2 separate regions of the Sus scrofa genome follow, and region 2 is linked to region 1. Evidence: chromatin contacts called from public Hi-C data. All regions are on one chromosome and are shown on one strand. Each heading gives the region's core, a stretch centred on a gene start, on an enhancer-like site or on the middle of the called end of the contact. The rest is flanking DNA. Distances are from core to core; before and after follow the strand shown. Region 1 overlaps ADTRP (androgen-dependent TFPI-regulating protein). Region 2 overlaps HIVEP1 (zinc finger protein 40).

Evidence for each region. Hi-C and Micro-C count contacts between places; a contact is called where the count stands out from the background.
Region 2: a contact with region 1 is called in a Hi-C map of liver, with 5 times the contacts expected there. The contact joins two enhancer-like sites. A contact is called at or near these places in 1 of 47 Hi-C or Micro-C datasets (liver) and 1 of 2 datasets of contacts at active chromatin or transcription factors (alveolar macrophages).

What each region holds. Positions count from the first base shown.
Region 1 is chr7:8,298,267-8,305,674 of Sscrofa11.1, forward strand. It overlaps ADTRP (androgen-dependent TFPI-regulating protein), which reads right to left. Exons shown (of 5, transcript XM_021100192.1): 2 at 3,571-3,672. Among named protein-coding and RNA genes, the nearest start is that of ADTRP, 12 kb to the right of the region's middle. Within about 2 kb of position 5,820, at least 22 of the 83 cell types and tissues checked have an H3K27ac peak or open chromatin away from gene starts, as enhancers often do. A contact at or near this core is called in liver, where this site is marked.
Region 2 is chr7:8,566,668-8,573,451 of Sscrofa11.1, forward strand. The region is part of intron 2 of HIVEP1 (zinc finger protein 40); the gene reads left to right. Among named protein-coding and RNA genes, the nearest start is that of HIVEP1, 54 kb to the left of the region's middle. Within about 2 kb of position 2,929, at least 9 of the 83 cell types and tissues checked have an H3K27ac peak or open chromatin away from gene starts, as enhancers often do. A contact at or near this core is called in liver, where this site is marked.

The DNA.
Region 1 (7,408 bases), core at 4,570-7,069:
TGTCCCAAGCCACTTCATTTTCCTAAGTAGAGTTTTGGCTTATTAGCATGCAGATGGGGATTTTGGTTTTTTTTTTTAAGTGAGAATTCTCACTTTGCTATGTTAACCAAGCAAAGTGGCATCCTTTTTGATTGCCTGGTGAATTACGAAACCAGATCAAACCACAAGTTCTGCACTTACTGTAGTACAAGGCAAGGACGAGTGAATCAGCCCTGAATTTAAACCCTAACTGTCCCACTTATGAGCCCAGTGGCCTCAAGTGAATCACTTAACCTTTCTGAGTTTTTATTGTTTAATTTGGAAAAAATCAGGATTGTAGTTGTTATCTAAAGAAGCTTGTGTGAATTAAAGGGGCTCATATTTGAGGAACATGCTTAATACAGTTTAAAATGCCATGAGACACCCTCACACCATGTACAAAAATAAACTCAAAATGGCTGAAAGACTTAAATATACGACAGGACACCATCAAACTCCTAGAAGAGAACATAGGCAAAACACTCTCTGACATCAACATCATGAATATTTTCTCAGGTCAGTCTCCCAAAGCAATCGAAATAAGAGCAAAAATAAACCCATGGGACCTCATCAAACTGAAAAGCTTTTGCACAGCAAAGGAAACCAAAAAGAAAACAAAAAGACAACTTACAGAATGGGAGAAAATAGTTTCAAATGATGTAATCGACAAGGGCTTAATCTCTAGAATATATAAACAACTTATACAACCCAACAGCAAAAAAAGCCAATCAATCAATGGAAAAATGGGCAAAAGACCTGAATAGACATTTCTCCAAGAAGATATACAGATGGCCAGCAAACACATGAAAAAATGATCAACATCGCTGATTATAAGAGAAATGCAAATCAAAACTACCATGAGATACCACCTCACACCAGTCAGAATGGCCCTCATTAATAAATCCACAAATAACAAGTGCCGGAGGGGCTGTGGAGAAAAGGGAACCCTCCTGCACTGTTGGTGGGAATGTAAACTGGTACAGCCACTATGGAGAACAGTTTGGAGATACCTTAGAAATCTATACATAGAACTTCCATATGACCCCGCAATCCCACTCTTGGGCATCTATCCGGACAAAACTCTACTTAAAAGAGACACATGCACCCGCATGTTCATTGCAGCACTATTCACAATAGCCAGGACATGGAAACAACCCAAATGTCCATCAACAGATGATTGGATTCGGAAGAGGTGGTATATATACACAATGGAATACTACTCAGCCATAAAAAAGAATGACATAATGCCATTTGCAGCAACATGGATGGAACTAGAGAAATGAGCCAGAAATGAGTGAAATGAGTGAAATGAGCCAGAAAGACAAAGACAAATACCATATGATATCACTTATAACTGGAATCTAATATCCAGCACAAATGAACATCTCCTCAGAAAAGAAAATCATGGACTTGGAGAAGAGACTTGTGGCTGCCTGATGGGAGGGGGAGGGAGTGGGAGGGATCGGGAGCTTGGGCTTATCAGACACAACTTACAAGGAGATCCTGCTGAATAGCATTGAGAACTTTCTCTAGATACTCATGTTGCAACAGAACAAAGGGTGGGGGAAAAATGTAATTGTAATGTATACATGTAAGGATAACCTGACCACCTTGCTGTACAGTGGGAAAATAAAAAAATTTTAAAAATAAAATAAAATAAAATGCCATGAGAAAACCAGAATATTCCCTGTGTGGGGGTCTGAGTTTAATTGAATGGGAAACCAGGAAGGTGAGGCAATGATATGACAAAAAGAAGATGGTAGGAGGGGAGTCTGAGAGGTGGGACATAAGAGTTTTTGGTCCTGAGCTGTAGATCAGAACTTGTTTCTTTAGTTGGTAACCAGTAGCTCACTGAGCACACATTTAAAGTGAAAGTGTGTTTCTCTGGCAGGCAGGGCACATGGAGGGGGGTGGGCAGAGTTAGTGAACTGAGCTGTTTTTCCAAATTCATAATCGTGTGAGTTTTAAGATAGTGGAGAAGTTGGCGGTAGAAGAAAGTCTGTAAACCTAAAAAGCCTTGATATGCTACTCTTTCGTGATTTCCCTTTGGTTTTTAAATGTAAGTTGCTTCACAGACTGTTAGACCTTGTCTGAACTCCTGACTAATGTGGAAATACATTTGTAAATATTGAGAAGCTGAGCAAGTACTTCGAATGATTACTTTGTGCAAGTGTGGTGCCAGTGACTCAGACCTCCTCCTTCCTCCAAGACCTGGTTGGTGCTCCAGCTCTGCTCCTCCAGGTCACTGGTCTTCAGATACAGTGACCTGAATAACTCAGAACAGGTTCTGTTTACTCTTCAGCTCCCCACAAATAAGTGCATGAATGAAAAACCAGATGGGAAACAGAAATGTGTAAATCATTTGTGATAAATAGTCCAGATCAGTTGTTAGCTAAGAAGCTACTTCTGAGCTATGACCTATTCTTTAGACATTTGGGTGATTTTTTTTTTTTTTGAGGTATAATTGACCTGTATAGCCTATTATTAGTTCAGGTGTTTAACATTATTTGATTTGTGTATATATTACTAAATGTTTGCCACACTAAGTCTAGTTAATATTCAGGGTAGATTATTTTTAAAACTTGCTTGATTCCATTCCTACATAGGAGTTTCACTACATTTTTTGCTGAAGTTGCATCTCTTTCAGGACTGCAGTCCACAAGAAGTTGCCTGTCCTTATGGTTTCTTGTCTTTTCAATGACTTCATAAGCAACTTGGCAAAGGGTCCTGCCTGAGCGTCCAACAGGCTCTCCATTTACAGATCTACCTCTTATTCATTTTGTACTCTTTTTTTTAAAAAATTTTTTTATTTTCCCACTGTACAGCAAGGTGGTCAGGTTATCCTTACATGTATACATTACAATTACATTTTTCCCCCACCCTTTGTTCTGTTGCAACATGAGTATCTAGAGAAAGTTCTCAATGCTATTCAGCAGGATCTCCTTGTAAGTTGTGTCTGATAAGCCCAAGCTCCCGATCCCTCCCACTCCCTCCCCCTCCCATCAGGCAGCCACAAGTCTCTTCTCCAAGTCCATGATTTTCTTTTCTGAGGAGATGTTCATTTGTGCTGGATATTAGATTCCAGTTATAAGTGATATCATATGGTATTTGTCTTTGTCTTTCTGGCTCATTTCACTCATTTCACTCATTTCTGGCTCATTTCTCTAGTTCCATCCATGTTGCTGCAAATGGCATTATGTCATTCTTTTTTATGGCTGAGTAGTATTCCATTGTGTATATATACCACCTCTTCCGAATCCAATCATCTGTTGATGGACATTTGGGTTGTTTCCATGTCCTGGCTATTGTGAATAGTGCTGCAATGAACATGCGGGTGCATGTGTCTCTTTTAAGTAGAGTTTTGTCCGGATAGATGCCCAAGAGTGGGACATTTTGTACTCTCTTGATGTGCTCTTGACGTAGTGACACATTGAAGAGGGAGGAATGAGTGGGATGTTGGGGGTTAAAAAGAAGTTTGGATAAATAAGAAGACACTTTGGAGTTCTCATTACAGAGGCCTTTGTATATTCATTAAGTTTTCCTCTCACTCACCATTGCATGATTCAGCCATCCTGGAAAGATATCATCTATGGCCTTAGGGTAAACAAGTTCTCGATCATAGAGGAAGATGATCCAGAATGACAAAAATACAAACTGGAAAATAGAACATAAAAACAGCACCATTAGGTTTATTTTCAGTCATTGCTTCCTAAGATAATCAAGGAAACATAACAAAATAAAAATAGATACCAGTTTTAAAGGGGTGTGTGTATGTGTATATATATATATATAACAGAAATATTAAGTGATGGAAAAATATTTATTGTAGAATTACAATACCCAGTCTCTGAGGATTCCAGAGTTGGCTCAGTTATTTGTCATTATGGCAGGTGGAGAGGGTATAGATAAATAGGATTTGTAGACCATTAAGGCATTTCATTTTGACCAGGGACCTCTCTTCTCTATGCTTTCACCAGAAGTGCTGAGAGCAGTCACATGGAGTGGCTTGAATCTTCCCTTTCCTTGGCCCCTCTCTAAACAGGCATGGCAAGGGGAATCAGGAAGCCTGGGAGAGAGGATAAGTAACAAGCTCCCAGGGTAACTCACAAGCTAGTTAACTAAGCGGTGTATCTCTTTCTTGCTTAGTTTTCATAGATCCCCATCTTCTTGTGCCATCACCTCACCCCTCCCGACCCCCAGCTATCATTTCAAAGTGTATGTTTTGAATGCTATAAAATCAGTGTAGAGGTGGAAAAAAATAACTATTGATTTTCTGATCTTCCTATCTTCTTGAATTCCAAAGGTTCAATTTCTAAGCCTTAAAAATGAATAAAAAAATATATAAAAATTAACAAACTCCATGGTTATAAAAAAAAAAACTTGGCATTTAGAGGGTTTATAGGGGTGGAGGAGGAGATGTCCTACAAAGTAAAGCTGGAATGCCAGTACTTGCTCTTTTATCAGAGAACTCATTAGTGTTTGGAGAGTTTCATTTTGTCTTTAAGTCTGAAGTCTCACTACTGTAGGAAGCAGACAATGACTGGTGGAAAGAGGTGGTCATTTCTAATTATGGGCCCTACTGGGCAGCCCTTCTGCCTTTTCTCAGTTTGTTTCCATTCTAACTAATGAATGAAGACATGAGCAGTGTTGGAGAAAGGTGGACAATATCAGCAGGAAGCCTACGATTACTCGCACCTTGCTTCATCCTGATTAATGTCCATTCATTCAACAAGATGCATGAGGCCCATCTCTCTCTCCTCAGTTCTTTTTTATATGTCGACCTTAAAGGTTCCCATACCTTTTTTTTTTTTTTTTATCATTTCTACTTGCAGAACCAACAAATGCTTATTGCAGCAAGTGAAACAAGATGTGTAAAAGGGAAAATTAGTCATCTCCTTCCTCAGCACTCTCCATTCTCATCACCCTGGTGGAACCAAGGTTATTGCAGTTGTATTTTAAGAAAGTTCCTTCAGACTCCCCTGTTAGACACCCTAAAGATCTTGTATCAAATAGTCATGGAGATACAAAAGCTAAAGATAAATCTTGTTGGTAATGTGCCTTATTTCCCAAAGACACTGAGCAGGGCAGTGCAGTCCTCAGGCCATTTATGCAAACATAGTTGCCCTGGATTACAATGATGGGCTCCCAAACATCCTTGCAGCACAGGAGAAATGTCAGTCCATATGACGAGTGTATTATATTACCTGCACATCTTTGTAACTTACAGCAGATATTGGAAAAGCCAGTGTGGTGAAAAGCAGGTCTCTGAAGGCAGTTACAAACTTTATGTCTTTTTTCCCTTCAGTTCTTTTCAGCACGTCTTCCAGGCAGGCCACCCCATAGAAAATGGCCTGTAAGAACTAAATTCATTACAACAAATGAGGGCATTTTCATTTGCTTTAATTAATACATTGTTCACTGATGTAAAGCGCTCTCCCTCTGGGAGCAGAGTTGTTGGAGAAGGAGGGGGCTGCTGGCTGTTTTGGTTGGGAGCCAGCTCGAAGGCTGGTCTTGCAGCTCAGCGGGCCCTGACCTTGCTTGCTGCAACTGATTGAGTAAAGTTGCTTAGAGGATAATAATGTGTACAGTGTTTAGTGTAATGGACTTGAGCTAAAATGGAAACGAAATAGGTTAAAAGGAGAATGTAATGAGATAGATACCTTGGCCAAACAGAGGTGGGAAAAAACAAACAGCACAAGGGCAAGGCGCCAGACACAATGGTGGATATATTCTGGTCTTTTCCTAGGAAGAAAACGTTTTTAAATGGCTAGTGTTGCAACCTCATTAGATAAGCCGGCAGCAGGGTCAAGGGCACGGTGAAGGAGCTCTGTGCTCTCCTGAGGGAGGTGTACAGAATGGCCTCTAGCCTGTCCGGGGGAGAAGCCAGTGTTCTTTCTCTCACTAAAAGGGGAAGCCTGAGGCTTTGCAGAGACAGTCCAGCTGAGGGAGTGATTTAAATCTGTAGAGATCGAGCAAGGCTTGGGCTCGGATGTATCTTTAAGTACCTGAGGGCCTTGAGGCCAAGTGAAAAAGAAGCAGGGCCTTTTTCGACAATATACGATCACGATGAGGGCAGACTTTGTCCATTCTTACTGTTTCCCACAAACTTATGGCTTCTAATTAAAAGGTTACAGTAGTACAGAGTTTGGGTAGTTTTGAGTTATTGCATCAGAATCCATCCTGTTCCTTGAAAGCCCTGTATTGGTACAGAAGGAACAGCTTAGACTTTGCTTGGAGAGGGTGAGTCAGGCAAGTTGTGGAACCTGGGGAGCTGGACTAATGATCAACCAAGTTGGCTGCTGGGGAACAGCCTCTGAGCTCTGAACCCTAGGAAACCTCTTACAGAGTTGGCCTCCTGCCACTCCTTGGGCTGAAGCAAGGGTGGGCAGGGGAGGACAGAGGTGAATTAGGCCAGTGATACTCCCAGCTAGGTTCTTAAACCAGTAGCACCAGCATCACCCCAAAGTTTATTAGAAATGCAGGACTTCAGCCCCACCCCAGAGTATGAAATCAGAATCTTTGGTAATGGCGCCTAAGAATTTTTTTTTTTTATAGAAACTTCAGGTGGTCCTTGCATATGCTAATGTTCTAGAACCACTGAATTAGACATAAACTTATCACTTAAAAATCTTACTTATTACTCAAAGCTATAATAGCTAACTTTGTGTGTTTTTTTGGCCGTTCTCAGGACATATGGAATTCCCAGGCCAGGGATCAGATCAGAACCGTAGTTGTGACCTAAGCAGCAGCTGAGGCAATGCTGGATCCTTAACCTGCTGTGCTGGGTGGAGAATGGAACCGGCATCCCAGCGCTCCCAGACGACACCAATCCCACTGAGCCACATAGGGAATTCCTGTAATAGCTAACTTTCATTGATCTCTTTTTATGGGCCAGGCACTGATCTGAGCTTCTAATTTCTTAAAACAACCTTGGGAGGTTAGTCCTATCATTACCTCTCTACTTCTCATTCTACAGATGAGGAAAATGAGGCACAGAGAAATGAACAAACTGGCCTAAAGTCTCATGGTTGATAAAAGTCAAGGCCAGGATTTGAAGCTGAAAGTCTACCTCTTGAGTCAGGCTTTAAAAAACAAACAAGCAAAAAACAAATCATGTATCAGGTTTTTAAGAATAAAGATAAAGCACTGTGGGAGGTCAGAGGAGAGACCCTTATCTCCAGGTGTGAGAATTAAATGATCTCTAAATGATCTCAAAAAAAAATATTGATGCCTAATTATCACCCCCCAAGATTCTAATTTAATGAGTCTAGGGTGCTTTTCAAGCTTCGGGATTTAAAAAAAATTCTTCTAGGTGATTCTGGTCAGGTTAGTCAAGGTTGAGACCCACTTGACTTGAGGAACTTCCTTTTGGAAAGGCAGACCTGGCAGT
Region 2 (6,784 bases), core at 1,679-4,178, 270 kb after region 1:
AGAAGTTATACTTCTTCATGCCCCCATTTTTTCCTAAGTACTTAGTGGTAGAATATGTGAGTACTTAGCTCTAGTGCAAATGTGAAGGCTGCCTCCCCTCACCTTCATGGTAGTAGTTGTCACCAATGTGTATTATTATTCATTATATTAAAGTATAAGATGGCAATCCAAATTATGTTTTATTGCTTCATTTGGAAATGATTACTAGAGTAAAAGAGGAGTAGAGAATATGATTAAAGTAACATTTAACCCTTTTGCAGACATCCATTCAAATATGTATCTTTTTAAAGCAGGGTTTCTCAACCTGGGCACCGGTGATGTTTTGGGCTGTATAATCTCGGTGGAGGGGGCTGTGCTGTGTGTCGTAGGCTGTTTAGCCAGCATCCCTGGTCTTTACGCGCTAGATGGCCAAGCCTCCCCCCGCAATTGTGACAACCCAAAAAGTCTCAGACACTGTGTGACATCCTTTTGGGGCAGAATCACTGCTGGATGAAAACCACTGCTGGAGAGACAGAGGCGTTAATCACTCAGGAAACGTGATGTGATTGTAAAGCCTGTTGAGCGTGCTAGTAGAAAAGGCTGAGGTGCCGTGGGAGGAAAGCGAGGAGCAGACCGGCTTGGTGGCAGGTGTGGCTGCATGTGGAGGCCGCGGCAGAGGCTTGGTGACAGGAGAGGGCCTGCACCAGCTGGTCGGGGGAGGTAGTTTGGAGAGGTTTTTGGAGGGAGAATCGGGGGGCCTGGGGTTTACTAGGATATTACACTCCTGATGACCAAGAGCAAAGAACGTTGAAGGTCTGAGAAGCGGACCCGGGGCCACCTGCAGGTCTGACTCATCCACCGGGTGGGCCCCCTGCATGCCTGCTTGGCCCGGCGCAGGACTCACACGTGTTTCTCGGCAAAGTCCAGACTTACTGAATGTATCCTGGAAACCGTGAGTCTTGGGTCTGTGGCTGCCAAGTGACTGCATACTTAAAACCTGATCTGCCTCGCTGGGGGTCAGGTGCGCGCTTGAGAGATGAGAGATGTCCCGCTTCGGCTGCGGCCTGCCTGGTGCCCGCCGCTCCTTCCACCAGGCTGCCCGCCCCGCCTCTTCCCGCCCCGGCCTCTGTCCTTGGCCCCAGAGCTTTCTCCTCCCATGCAGCAGCCACTCGTAAAGACGTTTTTGGACATCAAATAATTTCCTTACTTTTGAGTCACTGTTTTGAAGTTTACAGGTTTCTTAAAGCAGTGCACCCCTTTGGTGGCTTCAGTGTGTATTCTAACTTTAACAAGCGGTGAAAACAGAACATTCCAGGGCCTTTCTGTGGCACAGCATTTGGGGAAACCCAACAGAATTTCTCTCTTTTCACAGCAAGTAACTTCAGCAGGCTCTTTAATGGGGCTATTTTAGTAAGATCATCATAAGCATGATTTAATCATCTTTTGCTAATAATAAAGTATCCACGACTTGTAGTTGCAGCTTAAATGCTAATATCACAGGATTGTAGTGCTAGTAACCTCGGCAGTGATGATAAAACCTTTGCTCCCTCACGAAGTTATGTTACTGAAATGGTGTGTATCTGGGTGGGTCTCTCCACGGTTTCTACTGCAGTAAAATGGAAATTCACTTTTAAGCAGCACCGAAGCCTGGGAAGTCTGTATAGCCCACGGCAGGCGGAGAAGGAGGGGAGAGGGCGGCCGCTCCTGACAGCGTGGCGGAGTTCGCTTCTCGGCCCCCCTCGCCTCCTCCACGTCCCCACTCCGGTCCCAGGGATCTGTTAGATCCGTTATGGGCGGCTGTGTTTTCCTCGGGGAAAAGACTCTCCGCTCGGTTTTCCACCCGGAATCCTCCTCCTGGGGCCCGAGTAAAGTAGCTGGAACCTTTTTTCAGTCCATGCACTTGTTGTGACAGATGGGAATTCAGCCACCTTTGAACACGTGCTGTGTTTCTAGGGTTGCACTCGTGCCGTGGGGATCAGCTCTTCTACCGCCAGGCCGCTTAAACACCTCATAAACGGCAGAGAGACTTAAGCATGGCAGAGAATTTCAGGAATAAAGGAGACCACAGGCGACAGTGGGCAAAGGGGGTGTAATTAGATACCGTTGGAGAGAGAGTTGATTGCACACAGTGGAGGGACTAGATGAAGCTCTTTGGGATGTGTAGAAGGCGAGGAACTGTTGCTTTCCTGGATTTGTGGGTACCACCTTCAGAGGGTTGGGTTTCAGCTTGTTCATGAAAAATGGTAAAGTATGAATGAACTCTGGGGGCCAGGATGTAGGGTGACTGTGGTAGATGTTTATCATGGAGTTTGTGATTTTAGCAGGTGATACTGGCTAAAATCACAAAAGGAGCAAATTCACACACACACACACACACACACACACACACACACACACACACACACGCTTGTGCACTTAGTGCAGGAGGAGCTAGGGCGCTGTTGGCGTACCGTGGTGGCCCCAGTGGGGGATCAGGAAAGGCCTCAAGAGCATGTGACGTTCAAGCTCAGACATTAAAGAGAAGGAATTGCCAGCCCAGGCGGGACATCCTTTTGCTTAAATAATATAGAGAAGTAGTACAGCGTGGCGTTGGGAAGCTCACGTTCTGGAAGCCATGAGGAGTCTGGGATTAATGTAGACACACTACTACGTGTAAAATAGATAATCAACAAGGACCTGCTGTAGAGCACAGGGAACTGTGCTCAGTATTCTGTAATGACCTATCTGGAAAAGGATCTGAAAACGAAGGGATGTGTGTGTAACTGAATCACTTAGCTGTGTACCTGAGACTCACACAGCATCGTAAAGCAGCCATACTCCTGTAGCAAATAAAAGTGAAAAACAACCTGGCAGAAAAACTTTTCCTCATTAGCTCCGAAGTTTGCTTCCGTGTGCCAGCGTTGACTCCTCTGTCAGTGTTTGGAGATCAAGGGCGCTTTCTCCCCCCTCGGGGAGGTTTTTATTGAAAGAGTGAGTACAAGTCCTTAACGCCCTGCCAGCACCTGCTCATACCTTTTGACTGTGAATGATTGATTTTTCCCCAAAGGGTCAGAAGGGAGAGGAGGGCTTCCCAGGCGGGGTTAGGGAAGTGCTGGGAGGCATTTCTCAGAAGGAACCCTGTGAGTTTGAAGCATGGTGGGGGCAGCCAAGCTGCGTGTGTGCCCCCCACCCCTCCCGGGAAAGGCAGGGCTGCCCTTCCCACAGGAGGGGTTCCAGCAGTGAGTTGAACAGGTAGCTTGCGAGGTCTCCAAGCTTTAAGAAATGTACATGCGTGTTAATTCCGTTTTGCTCGTTGGTTTAAGGATGTTTAAGAAATAGTTAACCTTATTAACTAGCCAAAATAATTGTATTCTGGATATCTCTCATGTGCTCCAATATGATTGAAAAGAGATTTCAATCATATTGAAAAGAGCTTTCAGTTTTTGTAAGTTCAATTATATTTTAGTGTGTTTTCTCCATAATTTGCCTAACTTGGTCTGTACGATACAGCTGGCCTCTGAACCAAATGACGAGGGTTGCTAAATGACTGGAACTGTTTTTGGCTTGACTAGATCAGATCCATACATATGAGGTTACAAGCCTAATTGCTGTTACTTTTGGCCACAGTCCCTGCAAGTGTGGGAGGTCGCCAAGAACTTCCTTTGTGGAAAAAAATGACATTTGTTCATTGTTTCAGTTGTGATGATTGCTTAAAGCATATGGGTTGTATTTTTTTTACCAGTAGGTTTATAAAGTTGTAGATTGGGAATTTTATGCATTGTAAAAATTTATCATAATTAAATATTTGTTCCTAGCCACTTTAGTGTACCAAGGGGCCAATATTATCATTATTTTCTAAGAACTGTTACTACTGGATAAAGGTGAAGGCAGAGAGCTGACATGTGCATGTATGCATAGAATGCTATGATGGAGATCTTTCAAACAATGTAGTACACACACACACACACACACACACACGCACACATTCATTATACATATGTACTTGCACACGTATACAAAGTTGTTTGAACCGTTATTTGATTATTTAGGCTGATAGCCTCAAGTGCTCAAGTGGTAATATGAGTGGTCCCCAAATAATTTATTTCCCTAAAACATAATTTAACATGTAACCAGTAGATTTAATGATGTGTTTTCCGAGTGTTATTTGTTTTGAAAATCAATTTCTTTTTTTGCTTGGTTGTTTTTTGGGTTTTGTCTTTTAGTGCTGCACCTGTGGCCTGTGGAAGTTCCCAGGCTAGGGGTCGAATCAGAGCTGCAGCTGCCCGTCTACACCACAGCCACAGCAACACCAGATCCAAGCCACGTCTGCGACCTATGCCACAGCTCGTAGCAACACCGGATCCTTAACCCACTGAGCAAGGCCAGGGATCAAACCTGTGTCCTCATGGATACTAGTCAGATTGGTTTCCCTTGAACCCTGACGGGAACTTTGGGGCTTTCTTTCTGCGTGTGTTGGCCAGTAGTGAAAACCTACCTTTTGAGTTCATGGTTGACCATTACCGTTGTGGATCACACAGGTGGCCGCCCATGCTCCTTTTAACATCTTATGTTTGTAATGAACCAAACCACGCAGCAGTTCCTGTCTTTTACATTTAAAATTACAGCATAGAATAGTCGTTAATGGGAAACAGTTACGTGCTGTATATTTTCTTCTTTTTCTCTTTATCTCTGTGAAACCATCAAAAGGTTGGGAACTAAATGACTCTAGACCATTTGATAACTTTTCACACAGAAGAGATAATAAGGATTGTGGGAAAGATGTAGTTAATTTAAACTTTTTTGAGTTTGCATTTCTCTTAAGGTTAATTTTTCTTGTAGTTATCAAATTTTAATTCTTCCCTGCTTTTGAGTAGCCCCATGTGGATGGTACAGAATGGCTAGGATTGAAGACCTTCATCTGATGCCGGTGTCAGGATTGCTGGACAGCTTACCTGCTGTGTGTCCAGCGGTGGGGGGGGCTCGGTGGTGATAAGCACTAAGCTGGCCTCTGCCCTCCCGGGCCGGCTGGGCTGGTGAGGAGTCAGACCTTTAAGCAGGAATTTTTCACAGTGAAATGAGATGACTGCTCTAGTGGGACAGCATAATGTACTACCTTGTACTTAGTGGCCCCTGACTGAGTCTTGATGAACCACAAAATATTAGGGTATTTTGGTTTATTTTGGCTGTAATTCCCGCCATAAAGGCCATGCCTGTGGTCGATGACTAAAATTGTTAGGCTTTGTCTGTTTTCACTGTATTTCTGTCCCCTCCACCAACTATTTAGAATTTTTCATAGCCTTTTTTTACCTTCTGATTCTTGCTAGTTAGGGAATTACCCTTGTGGAGGGATGCAAATTGGACGATCTAGGGTTGGAAAAACAGACTTCTTAACTCATCTCTGAATATTTTGACTAACATGTTGAATTGGAAAGTGAAAAGAATAGTGTATTGCAATACTTATGATGGTATTATTGTTGATTGGCAAATGTTAAAGTAGCCTCAGTTGGGAAAGAGGAAACAGGCATCCAATAATTTGGAAGCATGGAACAACAGAGAGTTAAGTCAGAAGATTAAAAAAGTATCTGACGGTATGCATACATATTCATATGTGTACATTTGTATGTACAGATATATGTGTTTATATATATATGTGTAGGCACCCATTAAGTAATATATGTACTTTTTAAGCATATGAGTAAGCACTTTAGAGAATTGAGGCATTCACGTTTTGTTTTTGACTTGACTACCCATATTTATACACTCATACGTAATTTTGTAATGCAACTATATTTAAATAAGTAATACATCTTCAAATGGGTAGTATGTAAACTTAATTTAAAAAATGAACTAGGAGTTCCCGTCGTGGCGCAGTGGTTAACGAATCCGACTAGGAACCATGAGGTTGCGGGTTCGGTCCCTGCCCTTGCTCAGTGGGTTAACGATCCGGCGTTGCCGTGAGCTGTGGTGTAGGTTGCAGACGCGGCTCGGATCCCGCGTTGCTGTGGCTCTGGCGTAGGCCGGTGGCTACAGCTCCGATTCGACCCCTAGCCTGGGAACCTCCATATGCCGCGGGAGCGGCCCAAGAAATAGCAACAACAACAAAAAGACAAAAAGACAAAAAGACAAAAAAAAAAAAGAACTAGTGCAGAAGTGTATGCAATTTTAAAAATAAGCATTTTCCCCCCTTTCCTGCCCCTGCTCTTAATCCTCTTACCAGAGGTAACCACCCATGCTAATTTCTTGTCACTTTTTTTAGAATTTTTTGCAGACATAGCAGCAGCATTTTTTTAAAAAACAGGCACATATGTCCACAAAAAAAATTGATTTACCTAATATATACTGATTTGAACATCTATTATTTTTTTAATTTAGGATTTTCATGCTCCAAAAAGTCATTGCCCAAATCCCCACAGCTATAAGCATAAATTAAAAGCAGAATTCATACCGGTAGAAAAGTGTCTGCTAATGAACTGACTGACTGCTGATAAAGTTGGGCTCCACTCAGACGTCCCGCCTGATGTTGGGTTTCTTCCCACCCCTCAGTGACTTCTCAGTTTATTGTTGATTTTGAATTTTCTCACCGATAGTGGTAGTATTTGCGGAATATATGTTTGAAATAGTATGAAAACAAAGTACTTTCAGTTTTCTCTAGTGACCAAACATGATTAAAACACAAACCAGAATCTACTAAAATAAACAAGAGGCCTAGACTCTTAATTCCAAATCTGTACGCCCAGCCTTGGCCAGTCAGTAGTGTTCTGTTTAGCTTCTCTTTTAAGCATTTTTCCCAAATAAGCCCTAATCCCCTCAGTCCCAGATTCCACAT